Regions from separate parts of the Gossypium hirsutum genome. Here region 2 is linked to region 1. The links are chromatin contacts, called in public Hi-C maps. All regions are on one chromosome and are shown on one strand. Each heading gives the region's core, a stretch centred on a gene start, on an enhancer-like site or on the middle of the called end of the contact. The rest is flanking DNA. Distances are from core to core; before and after follow the strand shown.

Evidence for each region. Hi-C and Micro-C count contacts between places; a contact is called where the count stands out from the background.
Region 2: a contact with region 1 is called in a Hi-C map of leaf, with 2.0 times the contacts expected there. The contact joins the promoter of LOC107897673 here to the promoter of LOC107901437 in region 1. A contact is called at or near these places in 2 of 34 Hi-C or Micro-C datasets (both in leaf).

The regions. Positions count from the first base shown.
Region 1 is chrA11:30,914,020-30,921,006 of Gossypium_hirsutum_v2.1, forward strand. LOC107901437 (nodulation protein H) reads right to left here and starts at 3,529. Exons shown (of 6, transcript XM_016827455.2): 1 at 3,213-3,529; 2 at 2,418-2,662; 3 at 2,070-2,328; 4 at 1,439-1,618; 5 at 1,176-1,331; 6 at 485-934. The coding sequence starts at 3,353. The coding sequence ends at 767.
Region 2 is chrA11:31,798,189-31,805,175 of Gossypium_hirsutum_v2.1, forward strand. It overlaps LOC107897673, which reads right to left and starts at 2,990. Exons shown (of 4, transcript XM_016823209.2): 1 at 2,835-2,990; 2 at 2,664-2,735; 3 at 1,322-1,807; 4 at 831-1,231. The coding sequence starts at 2,675. The coding sequence ends at 1,178. It overlaps LOC107897692 (a long non-coding RNA gene), which reads left to right and starts at 6,234. Exons shown (of 9, transcript XR_001684252.2): 1 at 6,234-6,878.

The DNA.
Region 1 (6,987 bases), core at 2,279-4,778:
GGGATATATGCAACGGAAATCCGATCACCATAATTATTACTTCTTTTTATATATTTGATCTATTTCATGTTAATCTGACTGCAAAATACATTTTTTGTTACCAATATATAAGAATTGAAGATAATTTATTTGAATTGATTATAGGATTAATTCCAACAAATACCCCTAAACAGTCAAATATATATATTTGATTATCAATAAAAATATTTTTGATTCAGTGCATAGCTTACATTGATTGAAACAAATATCTAATATTCTTACTTTGCAGTCTATCATTAAAACATATAAGATGCCCTTGCATTGCATAAGCTCGGACCAACTACGTATTTTACACCCAAAAAAGGCCAAGTTGGTTCATAAACTAGTCTCTAGTTTGGTTTTAACCTTGATCACTGGCCTCTTAACGGTCTTTTTGTGTGTAGCACAGCAAGGGAGAACCATAAAGTAAAACGAAATAGGCAAAACATTGATGGAAATAAAGAGATGAAACCATTATTAAGGATGAACAATTGGTTCACCCAAATTTTCATTAGCTGATGTATACATGCTGTCTATAAGATCTATAGACTTTGAGAAAAGAAACGTTACATAGTTCACCGCAGTATTGATCACCTGAGGTTGCTGGCAGGGTGGTCACCATCATGCTTTTCACGGCAGCCAAAAATTTCAATTCGGGTGAATATCCGGTCAGCTTACAGTAAAGAAAGAAAAGTCAACAGAATGTGGTATCCATGCCCTTTTTTACGTTAGAGTGACAGAGTTGTTCTTAATAGTCAGCTTGGAGGAAACGCTCGTATTGTGTCCCATTTAACGTCTTTATCACATCATCCCAGTTCTTCACAAAATCAGATAATGGACCTTTGTGTATTTTAACCTGTCGACTAGTCAATTCCATCCGCGGAAGACCTAGAAACTCTTGAACATCATCTAGTTTCTGGGACAAGCATGGGAAACAATGACATAAAGCAGAGGTACAAGTTAGACAAGAATGCTTACTTCGAAATGGCATTAACATAAAAGAATCTAGAAGAAATGAGTTAAGAAAGATGGCATTGCATAAGAGGATAGCAAATCATTTAGGACGGAAGGCGTGTATACTAGGACATTTACTAAAAAGCTGTTTAGCAGTCTGGAAGTATGGTAAATATTTCACGAAAACTTGTTACTATCCTTACCGTATTGTTTGTGAAAAGATCCTCATAGTACACAACCATGTGACGGGTGCTGTTGAAGTATTCCAAAGCCTTGACAGCATCCATCTCCACTTCTCTCAGATCACTTATTAATGATGTAGAGTTGATTATCGGCTTGTAACTTGAAAGAGCAGCCGCCTACATTAAGTGACTAGCAATAATTTCAAGATTCTCCAACAATGAAAGACAAAAAGAAAAAGGGCAAAAGAGTGTGTCTATGGTGGGATAGGTATAGAGACAAATACCTCTTCCTGTGAATGAACATGAGACTTGTGGGTTCCATTTAATAGCTTAGCATAACGGTCATGTGAATTTGCAAGCAATGAAACCATTCTTCGAAGCAAATTTCTTCGGAAGAGAAATACGACAGAAACTCCCTGATAATTGAAGTATTCTACTATTTCTTTATGGTACTCTATCAATCCCTGCATAAAAATAAATCTAGCAGTTAGCAAATAAACCATAAAGCAACCCCTGGGATTCAAATAATTTCCATCCATCATATAGAATAATGACCATCTTAAACTCAGCCTCTCGCATGACTTCTTCTATGGTTAATCACTGTATAGAAATCGGGAGATACAAAAATCATATATCTAAAAGTAAGTACACTACAGATAAAACATACAAGCAAGCAAATCTGAAGTCTTTAACATTTAACCAGAAATTCCCTCAAAACTTGATTCAATGACAGTTAGAGGTCTCCTGACCAAAGCCTCGCAAATTCAATTTCTTTTTGGAAGGGATCTTGTCAAACATTTTTTTCTCATTTTTATGTATAAGAAAAAGGTATCAGATCACATAGGAACACAAATATATATAATTGTAATTTTGTAATGGTAAAATTTGTTTGAAAATTCAACTACATTTACTTACCTGATTCAACATCCACTTGAAGCCAACAGCAGCAGAGCACTCATTCTTGGAAGCACTATTGAACCAATCTAACTTGTAAACTCTATCTAAAGTCTGCATAATTGTTGAAATGTTTTTCCTCCTATCCATTGCACAGAATATCTCCCCATTTGAGCTTATATTAATATGACTATTTAGCAAAGTCTCAAACCATCCACTTCCTGACCTTTGCATCGACAATATGGCAAAGAATCGTACCGGATTTTGTATGCATTCACCCCTACCAAAGTATTAAAAACCAAAATCTTAAGATAATTTAACTAAAAATAAGAGAAAAAAAAAACTCCAAATGGAAGTATACATGTTTACCTGCTAAAAGTTTGAGGCTTAGGGTAATGCAAGGTAGGAATTCGAGCTTCTAATTGTGCAAGAATGTTCCTATCTGGAGATGGACTCTCAATGAGTTGGAGGTTCTGAGTTTTGATCTTGCTAACTGTATTTATCTGCCTTAAACAGACTGTACAGATATAAATACCACACACAATACCAAACAATAAAACTATTGTCCTTAAGAACACTGGAGACTTCTTGGGAGACTTTACAATTACTGTCTCCTGCATAGAAAAGGAGGAAAAATATTAAGATTTTGACATACAAGCAAACACTTTTAGTAGCAAAGTAAAGAGGAATTGTTCTGAGATATATTTCAAACTGGTGTAACTAGGCAAGCTAAAAAAAAGTAAAGGTGCCCTCTGTAAAAGAAAAAGGGAAATAGAAGAGAAAGTTAAAACTTAAAACCCATTTTAATAGTTTTATCAGAGTCCTAAAACAGAAACAAAAAAAATAATACAATGTTGGTTCAAGAACAAGTGGAGAAAAACCCAGATCCAAACATGCAAACACAAATTATCCTTCAAACCCAGCAATATATTGTTTACAAAGACGGAACTACTAACTTAACAAAATGAAAATGTTTGAGCAGGGAATCAAGGAAAATCAAAATACTTTTTCTCGAAAAATTTGAGCTTTGGCATCATTCGACACAATCCAGGGCCATTCAACAGAAATTTGAGTCATTTTTAAGCGTCACAAAAGAAAACCAAGTGCAAACCCAGCAAAGAAAAGAACCCAGACAGCAAAATGAAGTGAAAAAATAAAGGGTACCTTGTGAAACAAACAGACGTATTCAGCCATAGATGTGTTTGGCAGAAGGTGAAGCAACCCCAGAAAGTAAAAATGAAAACAAGAGATTAAAGTGTGTAAATATATATATTCACAAAGCCGAAGAAAAAGAGGAGGCTTCATTGGAATTATCCATATTGTATTTGCCTTTGTTTTCTCAGCTGCTATTAAAACAATGCCAAGAAGGGGGCTAAAACCAAAGAAAGGAAGAAGAAGTAGCCAAAGAGGAGGCAAAATCCTTGTGAAGTAAACAGTGGAGCAAAGTTGAGCCTTCTATTTTCCTCTTTTGCCTCGTGGAAAACTATGACACGAAAGGGAAACAAATATATAAGCCTTGTTTTCTTAGTGTTTTTTAAATGAATCTAAAATCATATATTTTTGTTGTTTATGATTGGTACAGCTATGTACATTAGTTTGTGCAAAAACGCCAAAGAGCTAGTCAAGGTAAAGGCGGCCCTGGCCCTATTTCACAAATCTAAAAGCGTACGGCCGTGTCAAGTGGAAGGAAGGAAGGAAGTGATTGCTTCTTCTTTTATGAACTAATTACTCAAATCTCAAACCAAATTTAACCCAGCGACGATTTTGGTGGATAAAACAAATATAGAAATTGTCTTCATCAAACCATGCATCACATTCTTCTTATACCACCAAGATTTCATTTCATTCATGATTAATTTTCCGATTTATTAAATTTTAGTTCAATAAACATCATTGTATATTCATATCATTGTTACATATTTAAAGTACATAATATTTTTTAATTTAAGAATTTGAAGTATGAATAATAATAAGAATTATATTTTAAAAAAATTTGATTCAATTTTCAAATTATAAAGTTGATTTGTTATAGTTTTTGAATTATTTGGAATAAATAATTTAAATAGTTTATTATAATTCAATATTTTTTGTGTGCACAATTTTGAAACTTAACTATTGAATATAATCGTAGGTACTACTTTTAAAGAATCAAATAAATTAGTATAGCTTTTTGAGTTAAAGCCAAAACAATTTTTTTTTTAAAAAATTCTCAATTTTCTTGATAGCTAAGAGTAATATACTTATTGTAATAGTTAAAAATTGTGATATTGTGATTAGTGTGAATTTTTTCTAGATTAACTCTGTTTTTGATAAATCATTATTTAACTCTTAATAAAGTTTCAATTAATTCAAATTTTTAATTGAATAAAATAATTATCTAAATTGAAAAAAGAAGAAGTTGATTTTATTTTTTTTAAAAAAATATTCAAAATATTTTGTTAAAAAAAAGAAATATTCCTTTTAGAAAAATGAAAAATTCAAATTATTATATTAATTTTTTTTTCAAAACTATCAAAAATAATATAAATATCATATTAGTAAGATTAAAATTATGAAATAAATCATTTTAAAAATTAAATATTTTATTAAACAATATAAATATATTCCATACTTTATTTTTATTAACATAACAGACAGTTTTATAATGGAACTATATACTAAACATTTTCAATTTATCAAACAAGACTTAGTTATTAGCTATAATTTTCACTTAAAATTGTGCCTATGATTTTTCTATTTTTTAGTTAAGACCCAAATTGTGACATTTTTACTTCACTTGGAACAAATTTTTTCAACTTTCATAAAATGTCAAATTAAATTAAATAGATAAAATGAATTTAACAGTGTCACCCTCTTCATAGATAAGTAGAAGACAATGGAGAAGGGGTGAAATTGAAAATGAAGGGGGTGTTCCAATGTAGTAGTGTAAAATAATGAGATTAGCATTTATGGGAAATAAATGCTTCAAGGAATCTATTTTAAACAAATCCACCTCTTGTTTGACTTTGATTTCTAATCTCAATTTATGATACCATAATCTATTTGGCACGTGTTATGGTGTTGGACACTGTATCAATCAAATTCCACTAACCAAACACTTGGTTTAACTCACTTGGATAAATTTTAAATTTTAAAGAGTATAGGGATTTGGGGAGATATTATACCTTAGGATTTTTGAATTCAAAACTTTGGGTTTTTCGTTTTTGTGAGGCTCCATACAACTTCACGTGACAAGCTAGAAATTATTTTTGTAAAACATATATATTTTTATGAGAGTAAAAATATAGTTTTATTATTATATTAGTTTATATTTTTATAAAAGTTAAAGTATTAAATTAAATTTTATTAAATTTAAGAGATTAAAGTATAAATTGACTATTTACTAATTTAAATTTTATAAAATATAAAAAGTTCAATATGAGTTTTTGTTATTTTAGGAGGGCTAGCCCATACTAGCCCGTTTGTACCATACTATTATAAAAATAATATGGATATTCAAGTGTTAAAAGTTAAATTATATTTTAATTTTTTATTTAAAAAGCGAATAGCAAACGGACTGTTTTTATTAAATTAATTCATCCATTTCTATTGTTATAAACCGATACGGTTGATCGAATGACCAAATAATTATACGTGACACATTATGTTTACCTCATGTTGACGTACATAGGTCATTTTTTAATAGTAGAAATTGGTGAATTTTTTAACAAAAAAATATTTACTCTTTGATCTAATATACAAGAATTAATTTTATTTTATTTTATAAATAAAAAAGATAAAATATGATGTAACTTTTAATACGAAAATATGCATAATACATTTACCCAACTTAAAAGCATATTTAACATTGATGAGAATGTTTGCTGGTAATTTTTTTTCATGTAAAGTAGGAGACAGATTGAAAAGCTCAAAATTTTAGTAGCGGCTGCGTGCCGTTTGCGGCCATAATTAAATTATTGATCGGAAAAAGGCGTGTAAGTCTCCGCCACCAAACACTTAAGCATCATTCGCTTGAATTAGGGCCCCCTTTCCTCCATCCTCACAAATTTCAATTGACATTGTAACAAACAAAACCACCATTATTAAATTAATCACAAATTCAAAATCAATGGCAATTTTCTATGGTGATAATAACTAACAATTTTAGTCTAAAATACTTTAATTCCCGACTTCTTAAATTGGCATACCTTATTTTTCAATTTTTAGTATAAATGAGATCAATTTTCTATTCTCTAATTTTGAGGAAGATTTTAGGAGGGAAAATAACAATTTGTAATTACAACTACAATTAGATTCACACCATGCAATGTACAAAAGAATTACAATACAATAAATATATTTGTATAATTACTTTTAAAATTAAACTTTCATATGCACAATGGATTAATTAATCAAAATATATGTGAATCTATGCTCAAAAAAATATATATGTGTGAATTTGGATAAAAAAAAAATTAGATTAAAAACCCATACATACATAAATGTGTACACTAAACTTTAAACTTAAACACTGCAAGCTCAAAATATTAACATTTACTAATATCAAAATATTATCATTTACTAATACAACTAAAACTTCATTAACTAATTTTGAAAAAAAGTTATGTTTAAACATATTTTATGGTGAGAAATCAATGAACTAGAGTTTCCAACCTGCACGAAAAATGGGAGGGTTTAGGCAAAAATATAGGCTCGAAAAATGAAATTGAGCAAAAAAATAAGGCTCATTTAGAAAACGAATTGGGCCTCATGTAAGGTTTTTTTGGCCCAAGGCGCCCTAAATTTAAAAAAAAAACACTATTGTTTTTGCTGCTATTTTTTCATATTTTACTGTGTTTTCCCATTTTTTGTCACTATTTTGCCATCATTTTACTATTATATTGCTATTATTTTGTTGCTAATGTTTGAATATTGTATAATACTTATTTTCTTGTCAATT
Region 2 (6,987 bases), core at 1,740-4,239, 880 kb after region 1:
TATAGTGATTAGATTTTTATATTTTATTCTCTAAGCCTTAATTAACTATTTAATCGAAAAAATTATTCAACCATTATTCAATATATTTTTATATTAACTCCATAAATATTCATATTTTATATTTATGAACTCGATTTACGAAAATGGCATCCCAAAATCATATTTTCCTATACCAATGAAAATCAAGTCGTTACATTTCACCTAACCAAACCCACCCCAAACTCGATTTTTCCAAAAAAAAATTGACCCTAATGGCTCGGGTTGGGTTAGAATTCGTTGGATTTAGGGTTTTTTACCATCCCTATTTATAACTAATCACTTGCCCGTCCTTGATTCCACTTAATTAAATGCAACAAAATGCTGACAGTAATAAAAGTATCATAGAAACTCTTGTATTAAGAGTCAGATCAAATTGATGGTTTCTGATTAAAAATTTTATCCATTTGTAATGTTAAAAAAAATCCCATAGTGATATTTGAAGTACCATGTGTACCTCTTGTTGACATATAAAAACTAAATTTTAATAGTAAAAATGGATAATTATTTAATAATAGAATCAATTTACTCTTCTAATTTATTTTTTTTAGTAGAATAATTAAAATCTAATCTCACTTCTAATACAAGAGCTTTAGCACAGTTTTACCGGTGAGGTTTAAAAATTTATGTGACAAAGGATATCAGGCCCTTCATGCCATTTTTCTTAGTATATATATTCTCAATCAATGTTTATAATTTTGTTAATCAATCGATGTCAATACTTAAATACTATAAGTTCACTTATCCGTTCAAGATCCCAACTTTCAATAATAATAGTAAAATACATGAACAGATCCAAATCAAAAGAGGAAATTACATTAGTAGATCCGAGCCAGAAAAACATGACTTAATACAGATCTATCAGTTGCTGAACATTACAACTAAATTCTTGAACTGCAAACATTTTGTACAAAGGAACAGCTAAACAACCAAATCCTAAGACGTTAAAAAACAAAAGAAAAATAAGAACAGTAAAATCCCAAATGAAGCAGAGAAAAAAAAATCAAACCAACCCCACTATTACAAATTAATTTAGATCTTCAAAAAAAAAAAAGAAAAAGAAAAGAAAGCCACCCTCCAATCTTCCTTTAAAAACATACTCCATATTTCTACAAGTTATGATGCCCTTCAAGAAATGTAACTATATTCCAATCTCCACATTCCTGTAACCTGACCCTCCTTCAGTCAAAAGTTCCTGCAATAAAGGAGCATTGATGAAATCAGATCAAACAAACCTAATAGTTAGCTTCATAAATGAAATAAAGGGTTTGTTTTATTTTCTTACCTGTGAAGTTTTGGCGACATGGGTGTCCTCATGAACAAAAGCAAACCTTTTATTGTCACCCATTCTCTCCATGGACACTTCATTAATCTTATCAGCTTTTTTGGAACCAATGTGGGTTCTCTTGAGCCCCAGAAATCCCTTCCACCTTGTGGAACCCTTAGGAGGCGTTAGTGTCACATTATTATCATCATCATCTCCAGCAAGAAGCTCTTCCCTCAAAGTCCTTTGCATTTGATTATTACAATTATCTTTAAATGGAAAAAGCTTACCCTTAAAAAAAAGCTCATCAGCACTCATCATGGAGTAGTTTGATACTGAGAATTCAAAGTCTGACGACACTGGAGCCTCCCTTGAGTTCCTCTCTTGCTTCATAACCTGCTGAGTCTCAACAAAATCATTTGAGAATGAGATTCTTGGACTCATTGGGGGGCAGTGATGATGATGACCTTTGTGCTCCGAATTATACATGTCTAAGCATGCCATGAGCTTTCAAAACAACATGGAAAACAAGGAAAAAAATTAATAAAACGTAATAAATTCTATAGGGACCCTCCCTTGATACTATTACAACTAACCGAGTAGATGTTTGTATTTATATATAAGGAAGCATGGGGAGCTTGATGTATGGTTGTTTTTTTGAATTCATGCATGTTATGCCCATGATGTGATCTTTTTTTGTCATGACATGTTAATTGCCCCTCTCTCTCTCTCTCTCTCTCTCTCTCTCTCTCTCTCTCTCTCTCTCTCTCTTTTTATGTTTGTTTTTCTCTGGCCAGAATTGGCATTCAATGATGACCAGCTTTGAATACAAAATCCTCCAAGTATTAGTTATTTTTAAAAAACATCTTTTACTGTTTTTCTTTTCTCTTGGAGACTGCACGAAGGTGAAGATCCTAAGAAGCTTTCTTTTGCTCCAAAGCTCTACCATAATCGATAAAATAATAAAATAGTAGAAAAAATGAACAAAAGGTGAATCAACTATTCAAAATTGTTTTTTTTTTCATTTCTGTTGAGTATAGTTAAAATTTTGTTGAGTGAAGTGAAAGTTAAAAAATTTGTATAATAATAATTTTAATTTTTAATTTTATATATTATTTGGATAATTATAATTTTAAAAAATTAATTCCCAAAACTTATAAAAAAAATTTAATTTAATCTTCAAATTTTACCTTCTTTTCTGCTTCCCCACCTCCACAGTGCCACTATCATTTGTATTTTGTTCAACTATTTTGATATATAAAAGAAAAGAAAAATATTCTAAGAATTCTTTAAAAACACCAAAGCTCACGTAGGATAGCACCAAATTAAGATGAAAAAATGGCAATGGAGATGGGAACACCACATTGGAATTCATTTTTTAGCAGTACTTGCTTGACCATCATCATCATAATCCCATCCATCAGTGCTGGTTGATCTGCATTTATATATACATATAAAAAAAATATGAATGATGATACCTCATAGAAATTAAAAAAAAAAAAGGTAAAAGATGAGAGGTTTTGACATTCTTTACCCTCTTCTATAGGACCAATCCCCGTATGCTTCGTGTTTCTCAAACACACTTGGAAAACTTTCTATGAAGATTCCAAGGAACAGTCTTTAGTTTTTTTAGTCTTAAATCCGTTTTCACTTTTTCCTTTCTAGAGTTTTATCATACACTCATTAGCCACACCACCTCTATGCATGCATATATATAAAAATTTGTGAACCACAAAGATAAGCATCGTGGTTAATTATTTACTCCAATTAATACTAGTAAAGTTGGTATTGGGTTTCTTTCTTTGCATTGCATTTGACATACAAGAATAGCATATGCTAGCTGGAGGGACAATTAAACTTAGCCAAAACAAGTAATTTTACTTTTTTAAAACTTGTGGCTCATTGCATGCAGATTATTAATTATGAAGACAGTGAAAATATTAATTAATTTTGTTTTCCATTGTTATTGTAGGCAGAGTTAGGGAGGTGGAAACAGTTGCCATTGCTGGCAAAGAAAGCAACAGCAGTGTTATTTATGGAATAAGGTAAAAAAGAAAAAGGACATTGAATGTTTTTAGCTAAAAGTTGTAGGGTTTTATTAAAAAAAAAAAAGAGATTCAGAAATGAAGAGAGGTCCAGAGAGAAGCAGCGGCACTTTGAAGGAAGGGGGATTGAGTTGCATTTGGCTTCAGCTTGACCATGCTTCGACTTGTTAGTAAAATATAGCAGTGAATGAGCTGGCGACACCGACTGATCAATAGGACCACGTGATCTGAGGTTTTTTATTTTTTCTATAAAAAGAAATTCCATTTTTAACTTCTATTCAGATTTTGTACATGTTATGTGAGATTACTTTTTTGCCTTTTTCCTCTTCTTTTTGTGTACCCTTGTGATTTAATTACCTCCTCAAATCTTATCCTGGTTTAGAGTTTTTGTTTTGTTTTTTTTTTTTCCCTCTAATCATTAAAGTTAAAGCACTGTTCGGTACATAGCCATACCAGAGGCATCAGCCTGCAAAAAGTCCGGTGGGAAAGAGCAAAAACACAAAAGATCATCGCTGTTGCAATTTTTACTAAATCCACTACTCAAAACGCTACTCCCCAACATGTCAGCAACGGGATTCCCCTCCATGTAAATATGCTGAAGTCAAACCTGGTCCAACTTACAATCAGCAATAAAAGTTCCAAGAGAACAAATATTCATAGCATACAATTGATATCAATTTGAGCATCAATCTTTGCAACAAAACCATCAATACCTACAGTAATCACATTAGGAATAAATCGATAGGAACGGGTCACCCATTTGCCATGACTGTAACGGATAACGGTCTCTTGCATGGTTTAGAGTTTTACTACACTATTTTGTTTGTATAAAAGAGGTGGGAATATGATAGTAAAATATACATTATACGTATTGATAACATTATTCTCAACATATACATTTTTTTCATTGATACTTATGTTAATTTTCTTTTAAAAAGAGTAAAATTCCCCTGCCCTATTCTCTGCTCCCATCTGTGCCCCTACTCAAAATTAACCGCGTCTACAAGTCTTTTTTATTATTATTAATTTTTATTTCATCTACAACTAATGTACAAATTGTAAAATTAATTATAATTTCAGTTAAAATTATTTTTAAAAAAAAAGATTTGCGAAAAGAGAACTTGTAAAGAAAAACGGAGAAGAGGCTAATTTTGAGAAGAAGGCACGGATTGGGGCAGGGAACTAGGGCCAGGGGATTTCTACTCGTCAAAAATCACCTCATATTAGTCTAATAGGTAAAATTTTGACGAGATTTAAAACATTAAATCAAACAACTAACTTCTTTTATTTGATAAACCGGAAAATTAAGGGTCGAAACAAAATTAAATGATAAGCATTTCTTTATTTATATATTATTTTTCACTTTTTTTATAGAAAAATCTTATTATTTGTATTTGTTTTTATTATGGATTATTAAATATGTTTTAAAAATTTTAAGGCATAATAATTTTTTTGCCCTCCAAATTTATTAAAAAAAAGTATTTTGAGTCCTCTATTTATTTATTTTTTTTGCCTTTGAATTTGTAGTTTTTGGTCAAACCACTCCAAATGGATTGAAAAGTCAACATTTAATAACTTTATTGATGTGACATACACAAGGATTGTCACATAGATGACACGTCAACATTTAATTAATTTTTTAAAAATTTAAATAATTTTTAAACAATATTAATCATTTTTAATTTTTAAAAATAGTTTTTATTTTTTTTGAATTTTTTAAAATTTAAAAATTTAATTAAATGCTTACGTGTCATCCATGTGATAATCTATATGTATGCAATGTCAACAAAATTTAAAAAAAAATTAAATTTTTCGTTCATTCTAAGTGATTTGACAAAAAACGAAAATTTAGATCTAAAAAAACTTAAATGTAAAGTTAAAATAACTATTTTTCTATAAAATTAAAGAATTAAATTATTATGTGAAAAATTAAATCACTGAAAATATTATCTTTTAATTTATTTAATTTTCTTCAATATGTAATTACTCTTTTCTTTTTAAACTTCAACAAAAATATGAAATTCAAAAGAAAAAAAAGCAGGAAAGAAGAACGAGGTTGTAATACAAATGGATGGGGATTTGCTCCATATCTACTTCTTTTTAATTAAATAATATTTATACTAATAAATTTATATACGTGCAAAAATAAATATGGAAAGAAAAATTGATAATATTTTCAAGCATGCTAGTACTGTATTAATTGATGTATAATTGTTCTTTCTAATATTGGTTTGCGTTGATGTATTTTACTATACTATTTTAAATTTATGGATATATTTAAAAGAAATTTTATATATACCTGTAAATATATTTCAATTATACGATATACAAATATAAATTTTAAATTATTAATTACGATCAATAACTTAATTTATTGATTGTATTTTCTTTTTAATGTAACTATAAAAAAAGACAAAAACAAATAAGATAAAATAATTAAAATATTAAAATTTTATATCAATAAGTACAAAAATCATATGTACCGATGCAACTGATATTAGACTACATAAGCTTAAAATCAAAATTTGAATCAAAACAAAACATAAGTTTTGATTTAAGATAAGGATGGAACATATTGACCAATACAAAAATGGAATTGCCAACACCATCTATTATATTTATATTTTTTATATAATATTAATTTATATATATAAATTCCATAATATAAATATTTTTCAATCAAATAATTTTTTTTATAGAAGACCTGGTAGTTTTATTAATTGAAAAATAAGAAAATAACTAAGGGCCCAACATGACTTTTGATCCAGGCCACTTACATCCAAAAAAAACCAAACAGAAATAAAACCGGCCTCACTACACTAGTAATGGTGAAAGCCTCCAACTAGCTATTGAAACTAAAAACTTAATGGTAACTAAATGCAATAAATGAAACGGCAAAAAAGAAACCTAATATCTACCCCAATCATTTCAAACGACTGGATTCCATTAAAGCTCCGAGTTGTCATTTAAATATTCAATCCCTTCTGACGATAGCAGTTTCCAAGGGTTTAATTTTCTTGCCTATCTTCTTTTGAAATCATTTCTCCCAAACATTTCCTCAGTCTGGGTTTCTTGGCCATATTCTCTCCGATTCTATTGTGTGGCTATTCAATTCTTCTCCTATCAGGATGAGTTACCTCATCTATCTAATGCTTCTTTTGCTAGTCTATGTTCTTGCGAATTTTTTGATCTTTGAATGTGCTGAAAGATGATCTCTTGAAAGCAAGTTTTCTTGTTCTAGATGTCTTTGATAATAGCTCCAATCACGAACTTATTTGTTGTAGTCGTCTGACATTTTCTGATTGTTGTTTTGGAATCCCCTATTATTTTAATCGAACGAACTCCCATCAAGATCCCTAACTTTGTGCATTCTAAACATGCATATGCTTCTGCTGCAAATGGAGAGGGAATGTTGTTATGAATAATCATCTTTAAATCCAAAAGTTCTCCCCTCAGACCCCATACCACCAGACCTGTGGCCGATTTATAATTTCTACTATCAAACACTGCATCAAACTGTATTGTAACCCTCGGTATGTCCTCCTTGCTTCTGTAATATCTGTTTATGTTACCTAGAAACTATAATACTTTCGCTCCTTCATTTTCTGCCATATGCCTCCTTATGTTTTGTGCTAATTCCCT